2 separate regions of the Danio rerio genome follow, and region 1 is linked to region 2. Evidence: chromatin contacts called from public Hi-C data. All regions are on one chromosome and are shown on one strand. The core of a region is the stretch at or near the end of the contact, and the rest is flanking DNA. Distances in the headings are between cores, read along the strand shown.

What was found. Hi-C and Micro-C count contacts between places; a contact is called where the count stands out from the background.
Region 1: a Hi-C map of embryo shows a contact between it and region 2, with 3 times the contacts expected there. The contact joins the promoter of itprid2 here to the enhancer-like site in region 2. A contact is called at or near these places in 7 of 18 Hi-C or Micro-C datasets (caudal fin, embryo, hematopoietic stem cells and 2 more) and 2 of 4 datasets of contacts at active chromatin or transcription factors (caudal fin and embryo).

What each region holds. Positions count from the first base shown.
Region 1 is chr9:46,043,248-46,047,894 of GRCz12tu, reverse strand. It overlaps itprid2 (ITPR interacting domain containing 2), which reads right to left and starts at 2,082. Exons shown (of 19, transcript XM_073913157.1): 1 at 1,986-2,082.
Region 2 is chr9:45,835,076-45,839,969 of GRCz12tu, reverse strand. It overlaps cerkl (CERK like autophagy regulator), which reads left to right. Exons shown (of 13, transcript NM_001089474.1): 12 at 1,684-1,883. Among named protein-coding and RNA genes, the nearest start is that of itga4, 120 kb to the right of the region's middle. Within about 2 kb of position 1,764, at least 4 of the 62 cell types and tissues checked have an H3K27ac peak or open chromatin away from gene starts, as enhancers often do.

The sequences.
Region 1 (4,647 bases), core at 833-3,332, 210 kb before region 2:
ACTCATGATAAAGAGCGTCTGTGCTTTCACTTCAGTTACATAACTCAGAGTTATACAACATATCATACATAAATGCGAGATCAAACGCCTGAAACATTACAGTTTGGTTAAAACAGAAAGAAATAGGTTTATGAGCAATTCCAGCATAATGGATGTGATATCTGCAGTTAAAACTCAAACAAAAATGCACATAGAAAGTATACGTTAACATTATATTGACATATATGTTTATATTTTCCAGAACAACTGAACAGAGTTATGGGATCAGAAAATTATCAATCTGTAAACATGTTTTGTACTTTAAATGAGGGAAATATACATGCGTTGTGAACGTGAACAAAAAAGTCTTCAAGTCTGCATACTTTGTAGAAATTCTGTGAATTAAACAGCACAACCTCAAAAATAAATAAATAAATAAATAATGCATATCAACAGGATGAGTGTTGGCTCTCTATAGAACAAAAAATAATTTATTTGATTTCATATTTTTGCATTTATGAGAAAATAATTTCATTAAGGATGAGACATCTCTCCGTTATAGATATGACCGATGTAAATTTGCCACTTGTGTGACTGATAAATCAAAAAAATTGTTTAAAAACATTGACAGAGATACTTTTGAGCATGTAAAATACTTGCTTACACACACACACACACACACACACACACACACACACACACACACACACACACACACACACACAAAACGTAGAAACAATTTCGGTATTTTGGCGAAAACTTTTTTTTTCATGGCAAGGTTGACATTTGCATGGAACTGCTCATATATGGTTAAACAACAATCAGGCTATGTACTGTAATGTACTCTACTCTGTATCAAATATGAAGCAGCTACACTTAATAGGAACTGACAGAGATAACCATAACTGATGTGCATTAGATATGTAGAAATAAATTTAATAAAATAATAATAAAGCTTTGTTATTTATCCTCTCAGAATAGAACTGGCTGCTTGCTAGGCTAGCTGCTTACCTTAAAAGTCCATATAGTTGTATAGCCATCAGCACACTTGCATAAGATTTACACAAACTCTCCGACGTAGTAGATGTCATTATAGTAGTTTTGTGCATGTTTGTTTGCACATAATTTGCATCAAGCCCTTTTATAGACATCTTGTAAGACTATATAGTTATTTTTACCATTTTACTACAACTGATTTGGCTTTGCCCATATGACAGACGCTAGGTGCTCCGACGACAAGTGTTCAGGTTGAGAACACAATTAAACTACAGCAAAATCTCCAGTCAGACATTTCTTTTCGGATATAAGTGTCATCTTAAGTGATCAAGAAAACACAAAGGCCTTTAAACACTTCTTCCACTTCAGATGAGAGCTTTGGGTGGCGCTGAATTAAGCTCTTCATGCTTTCTTTTATTCCGCTCGCTTGATTAGTAATGCATCAAGAATTCAAAGACTGGGATACTATCAGTGTTATTATCATTCCAATGAACATCACTAAAGTTCAAGCACATCACTAAGGCTTTTTAATGAGGCTATAAACTTCACATTTGATCGCTTTCCAGGCACAAACAGCAGGTGACATGGCCATGGCACAATTATCATAACCATCATCATCATTAGTAATCAGACACATCATCAGTTTGTCATATTAAAGTCATCCGATTAGTTGCAAAACTTTGTTACATAGTCCAGAGGATCATCCATCACCGCGTAAAAGTTCTCTTCACTTTACCTTTTACAAAATATAAATACTAATTTACTCTCTCAATCACGCGCGCATGCTAAACAACTCTATTAGACTCTGTAAATACACTTGAGAAATGAGCGCGTGCTTAAAAACACCATAGGCTGTTGCGCATTTAAATCAGCACGAACAGTATTTCAGTGAGCATCTCCGCGTAAAACAGCTTCAGCCCATCGCGAGATTAGAAAACAAACAGCGAAAGTAACTGTAGCAGAAGATAAAACAAAGCAAAAAAAAAAAAAAGCTGAAAAGCCAAACTTACCATGTCTCGACTGGACGTGATGATGATGATGATGATCGCGCGCTGATATAGAAGTATCTGTGCACTGAATCATCTGCCAAAACTATTCCAAAACTTCAAGTGCAACGCTTCCGCTTCCGGAAAAAAGTATCGAGATGGGCGAGACGAAGCCCAAAAATACGCCTGGCCTGAAACCTGCTGGAAGAAGATAAGCAGTACACCATCCCTACCTCATCCAAACCAATGACTTTAAAACTATAGATCAAAACCAAAAATACAGTACAGTTATTACAGTTACAACAGACAGACAGACAGACAGACAGACAGACAGACAGATAGATAGATAGATAGATAGATAGATAGATAGATAGATAGATAGATAGATAGATAGATAGATAGATAGATAGATAGATAGATAGATAGATAGTGTTGTCTTTAAATGATTCTTGATCTAAATACGCATTATTGTTGTTTCTATTTATTTAAAATTTAAAATTACTTTAATAATAATAAAATCTTATTTTAAGTGAATTTTCACAAACTAATCTCGAGAGGAGCACGTGATTTGATTGTGATTATAAATCAGGGTTATTTTATTTATTATTTCTTTTAATCTGAAGTAAAGAACATTGGTAAACATTTGAAAACATGACAAGATTGTTATGTTAAAATTGAAAGGAACGCCGTAGTTTACAGATAGTTTACAAACTAAAAGAAATATTTTAAATATTATAATATTATTTATTTAATTTGTTTCTGAATTATGCTTCAATCATATTTTTCTCATGTAGAAAACTGGCAAAATAAACTTTAATAATAATAAATACATTTTACTAATGACAACATGTCAGCAAGCATAACTAATGTTTTAATTTGCTGTGATTAAAAAATTATTTTATAAAATATGTTTAGTCTGAAGAAAATACCATTGTTATCGTGTTGAAATGAATAAATAAAATCGTGTAAAATAAATAAAAACATGACAATTTTTCATTCTATATACCAAATTAATAAATCAAAATTTGAAAAAATGTCATATATTTACAGACTAAAACTAAAAGCAATTATATTACATAGAAAAAATATAAACAAAATCATATATTTTTAAAATAGTTGAAGTCAGAATTATTAGCCCCCGTTTGATTTTTTATTTTTTTATTTTTTAAATATTTCCCAAAATGATGTTTAATAGAGCAAGGAAATTTTCACAGTATGTCTGATAATATTTTTTCTTCTGGAGGAAGTCTTATTTGTTTTGTTTTGTGTAGAATAAAAGCAGTTTTAAATTTTTTAAACACTATTTTAAGGACACAATTATTAGCCCCTTTAAACTGTTTTTTTTCCCGACTGTCTACAGGGCAAACCATCCTTATGCAATAACTTGCCTTATTATTCTAACCTGCCTAGTTAACCCAATTAACCTAGTTAAGCCTTTAAATGTCATGTTAAGCTGTATAGAAGTGTCTTGAAAAATATCTAGTAAAATATTATTTACTGTCATCATGGCAAAGATAAAATAAATCAGTTATTAGTAATTAGTTATTATTATGTTTAGAAATGTATTGAAAAAAATCTGCTCTTCGTTAAACAGAAATTTAGGGAAAATAGGGGGGTCTCGTAAACTATATACAAATATTTAAAATATATCATTCTAAAACATGACTTTATTTCATAATTTACATACACACGGTTGCTTTGAGAACAACATATAGAGTTATTTTGAACTGTTTTTATCTACTTTTAACTTTAGTATTATGTTATATTCACCTTTCCCACATTTACAGTCGCACATCTATAGTATCAATATATTTCCTGACAACTTCAGCACTGATGTTTTCTTATGCATGCCTTCTGCAACTAAGGCTTTCCTTTGAAATCTGTGAGGGAACATGAATGTGTGACAATAAAATAAGCCTTGTTTTTTAGTGAGGAAAAGGACTTAAATCTCCTTATTCTATGGTTAGGGCATAACAATGACTTATATAAAATCAAACATTGCATTCACTTTATTGTAATGGCCAAGTCAACAAAAATAACCAAAGTCTCAGCTGTTTAGTTAATGCACAGCTTATAAGATATTCCCAATGATAAAGTACAAAGTAAAGATCTCATTTGAGGAAGAAAATGACACTTTTATTTACTGTAGCTTAATGATAAGCTGGTAAGGAAATGAGATCACAGCGAAGCAAGGAAGTGGTTAACCGTATGATCCATCTGTGACGAAGCAGCTGTGATAGACATCTAACCATAAGACTGTAAAACCACAAGTTTATCCTATTTGCTATATGGCATGATGGTCAATGTATGAAATAAACTGCAACTGCAAAAAAATAGTGCAGCTCATTTGCAACAGCGTTCAATAAAGATTTTTGCTACCCTACTTGTTTAAACTACTTATTTAAAATGAGCTGAATCAACAGCCATAGCCATATCACCATGCAACGAGGCTTCATAAAACACTGAAACAGTCGAAGCAAATGTAATGAAGCTTCAAAACATTTTAAATTCCGTCTCTACAGCGACAACTAGTGGTCATTTGTTATGTATTGCTCTGGAACAGGGGTCACCAACCCTGTTCCTGGAGAGCTACCTTCCTGCAGAATTCAGTCCCAACCCTGATCAAACACACCTGAACCAATTATTAGTACCTAAAGCAGCACTTGATAATTACAAACAGGTGTGT
Region 2 (4,894 bases), core at 515-3,014:
TAGTATGAGCATTAAAAAAATCTAAATTATTATCATAGTAATCTAAATTTTGTTTATATAATATTTTGTTTATTTAAAAGTCGTTTAAAAAATCTTAGTATAGGATACATTTTGTGTACAAAATTGACTATTATCAATTTCAGTGTGATGGCCAGGACATCTTTTATATACTTAACCTCTTAAAGACCAGTTACAATGAGATTTATAGTCAAATAAATTTGTACTCATCACGCCATAAATGCAGAGAGCAGGAGGAAAAAAATCACGCAGCTGATGCACATTTCCTGGGTCAAACTTAACACCTTGAGGATTTTGGTCATAATCAAAATGCTTATGCTATACATAAAATGACTTTTACTTTACATTTAGTTATAATTTAAATTATAATGCAAATGATTCTTACATAATATCTGTGCTGTGAAGTATTATAATGAACGATGAGCCATTTGTTTTATTTGATGAGGTACCTGGTTATTAGAATAAAAGGAATTGTGGCCTGATTTTGTGTCCAGGTTCATGCCAGGTCAAACTCAAACACACAAACAATCACACGACTGAGATGGACAGTTGAGGATCAGTTGTTCATCACTGCCTCCTTGTGGTCTTGCATTAAACTACAACCTGAAACATGGCAGATGTTAGTGAATAGAGCAAAACAGCTGCAGGGAAAGCATTACAAAAGCCCAGACAGGAAATACATTCTGAAACATAAGATAATAACAAGATTTACAGTAACAAACCATAGAACAATTAATAGAAATAAAGAGAAAGAGAGAGACATACATTTGAACAAAAAACACACAGATCGGATAGAGAGAATGATGATTAGAGGATGATAGACAGAGAGAATGATGGAATGGTGGTTAAAAAATAAGAGAACAATAAATGACAGGCCTAGATAAATTATAACAAATTATAGAAAAAAATAAGATGATTTATGACACTGAGAATGACAGACAGATAGATAAAGCATGGATGGATGGATGGATGGATGGATGGATGGATGGATGGATGGATGGATGGATGGATGGATGGATGGATGGATGGATGGATGGATGGATGGATGGATGGATGGATGGATGGATGGATGGATAGATAGATAGATAGATAGATAGATAGATAGATAGATAGATAGATAGATAGATAGATAGATAGGTAGGTTGACAGACAGACAGGTTGACAGACAGACAGACAGACAGACAGACAGACAGACAGACAGACAGACAGACAGACAGACAGGTAGATAGATAGATAGATAGATAGATAGATAGATAGATAGATAGATAGATAGATAGATAGATAGATAGATAGATAGATAGATAGATATAAAGGCAGGTAGGTAGGTTGACAGACAGACAGGTAGATAGATAGACAGACAGACAGACAGACAGACAGACAGACAGACAGACAGACAGACAGATAGATAGATAGATAGATAGATAGATAGATAGATAGATAGATAGATAGATAGATAGATAGATAGATAGATAGATAGATAGATAGATAGATAGATAGATAGATAGATAGATAGATAGATAGATAGATAGATAGATAAGCAGAGTATATACAGACGATGGATGGATGGATATCAGCAGAATACAGACAGACAGAACTGCAGAACGCAGATAAAAATACAGCTAGTGTTTTTGCTAACAGTTTACTGCACTGTTTGTCCTCCTGCAGTTTGGCTTCTCCTTCATTGAAACTCACAGTGTGAAGGCGGTCAGACTTCGGCCGAGCTCTCAGAGCAGCTGGACTGATGACGTCTCAGAGGAGAACGAGGAGAGCGATTCTAAAAACACACCCATCATCTCCTCTGAAGGGACGTACCCCTGGAACATCGACGGAGATCTGCTGGACGTCCCGTCTGAGCTCCTCATCAGGTCAGACGCTCCAGTCAAACAGCAGACACACATACACAGAGAGCACAGTCAGGACAGACTACAAGACTGACGATTAATCACAGCAAATTCACTCAACACACAACTGCAAGAGGCTTCAAACATGCACATAGCAAAATCATAAAGGACAAAACCACCGTAGAGATATTTCACAGACAGAATCAGAACTTTTCAACTGTCTATTGAATGAGACGTATTCCTATTTATTAGCATAACACAATCCTCCAGGCTTTAAAAGATAATTATAGATTTCTCAGGCCCTCCAGGACTATTTTTTAAACATTTGCAGCTTAAAAATGAATCATTTTTACTGCAAAAATGGTTATCTTAGAGCTTTTGTCTTGTTTCTAGTCCAAATATAAAACAAATCTTGCAAAGATTTGTTTTAAAGCAAAGCAAAGCTGTTGGTTTGAAGCAATTTTGTCAGGAGAGATGTACGAGAACTGGTGAATGACGAACTTTGTCTTTTATCAGTTGAGGTTATTACCATTCAGACACATCGCCTATATCCGTACTACAGTGTTCGCCTATGTTTAAAATCCTCCAGATTACCAGCAACGTTAATGGTTAGAATAGATAGGGCAAGACTATCCACCTAGTACCTGCTGCACTACTATTAACTGTGTCTGCATTCAGACCCGGGGATTGAGGAGGAGAGAAGTCCTCCTCATTTGTAGTGTTTATAGTGTATATAAACGATTATCTTCATAATGATAGAACAAGTTGTGGTTATGTGTATATGAAATTTTGAATAACAAACGTAGCAGGGCATTAAATTACTTACTGTATGTTTACTTGCATTTTAGCTTTGTAAACTATAAAATCATGGGTCTCCTCACGTTTTGTGTCTCAATTTGTGAGCCAACTGACAACAGCTGTTCGCTCCAGTATTTTTCCCCTGCACTGTCAGCCACGCCCACTCCTCCCTCAGCTTGCAGCACTCCACGCCCATCTCGCAACATTTTTTTGAAACATTTCTGAGGTAGACTTAAACTGAAAGAAAGGGGTTTCATTGCCCTTTAAAGAAAAAAACATAATTTGATTATTTCTGAAAACATTTTTTTTTCTAAAAAAGTCTTATTGATTTAAATTTTTATTTATTTATTTATTTTTTTTGGACATTTGGACTAGAAACAAGACCAACAACTCTAAGTAAAGTAAAATAAAAAGTAAGAAAAGCTTTTTTTTTTTTTTTTTTTTTTTTTGCAACTGCTTTTCTCAATAAATCTCAAGAATTATTGGAGAGACTGAATTTTGCAGCCTAAAATGGCTGATTTTGCATTGAATTTTCTCAAATATATGCAGCTATTTTTCATGAAGATCCACACACAAAATTATATGCATTTTGTACATAAAGAACCATTGAGAAACTCTACCCTAAAGCCTATATATCACATCTGATACATAAAGTAAACTCTAAATAATGCAAATAAACTCTTTAACATTAGCGAAATCATTCGAATTAGAGAAATTATGCTAAGGTAAATTTATCACATGTGATTTTAGATTGTTTTCATAGGGCTACTGCACTCCAAAATTGAAAGGAGCCCTTGATTAAGATGTGTTTTTATAATCAAATTAAGCATTTACATCTCATCTTACTAAACACAGATTATTAGGAGATTCTGAGTAAATAATGAAATGTTTACGCATTGCATGCAAGTACTGTGCTGTACTATTGTGAAAACATAATTGAGGCCATACAGGGGTTGGACAATGAAAATTAAGCGCCTGGTTTTAAACCAGGCCTGCACAGTCCTGCACAGTGGCCAGAGGGATTTTATTCCATACTTCTTGCAGAATAGATACCAGGTCCCTATGTGATGTTGGTGGTGGAAAACGTTTCCTGACTTGCTCCTCTGAAACGCCGCAAAGTGGCTCAGTAATGTTTAGGTTGGGTGACTGTGCAGGCCATGGGAGATGTTCAACTTCACTTTCATGTATATTAAACCACTCTGTCACCAGTCTTGACATGAAACCCCAACACTAAATTTGCCAGTGTTTTAGTTTCATTGTCCAATACACCATTTTTTAATACTCAGTTTGAGTTTCTAAATTAAACTTAACATTTTTTCTCCTTCGTTATTTTCATTATGTATAACACAAGACATTTAAAGCCTGACAACCTCACATGACACATCAAAAGCTGAAAATCTGTGGCAAATCTACTGCAATTATAAATCACAAGCATCTCTGAATATTTGAAATTTGCGTTCAATTCTGTGATCATACAATCGAGAAGTCCTGAAAGCACTGGCTAACGGTAGTCAAGAGAGCCACTGTGTGAATTCAGCAGATGAACTTCAGATGACCTGTGCAAACACAAGCAGTGTTGTTTTAACACTAACCAAACATTATATGAGCAGCACAAAGTAAAGGAGTAAAGAGTGAGAGTAAAGTAAAAATAAAGAGGGCGAATTGAGGAGGCTTGTTCTTTATCCTCGTGCTGCAGATGGTCTGATAATCGTTTTCTCACTAGTGAAGCATTCAGTTTTTCAACTTACAAAGTCCACCATGTAAATAGCAAATGCTCCATGGTGCGACACAATAGACTTTTAAAGGGAATGGGAGATGAGTCTCTGATTGGTTTAATGCACGTTAAGCCTTTCAGAATAGTGGCCAGGTCACTGTGATGCTGATTCGCTTCTTCAAAACACCCCAAAGTGGCTCAATAATGTTCAGATCGGGTGACTGTGCAGGCCATGTGAGATGTTTAACTTCACTTTCATGTTTATTAAACCACTCTGTGGTAAACTGATTTTTTTTACTCCATTCATATTTTCATTATGTATCACAGGAGACATTTAAAGCTTGATAACATCACGACATATCAAAAGCTGAAAATCTATGGCGAATCTAATGCATATTGCCTCTAAATATTTAAAATTTGCGTTCAATTCTGATATCGTATAATCGAGAAATCCTGAAAGCACTGGCTAACAGTAGTCAAGACAGCCACTGTGTGAATTCAGCAGATGAACTTCGGATGACCT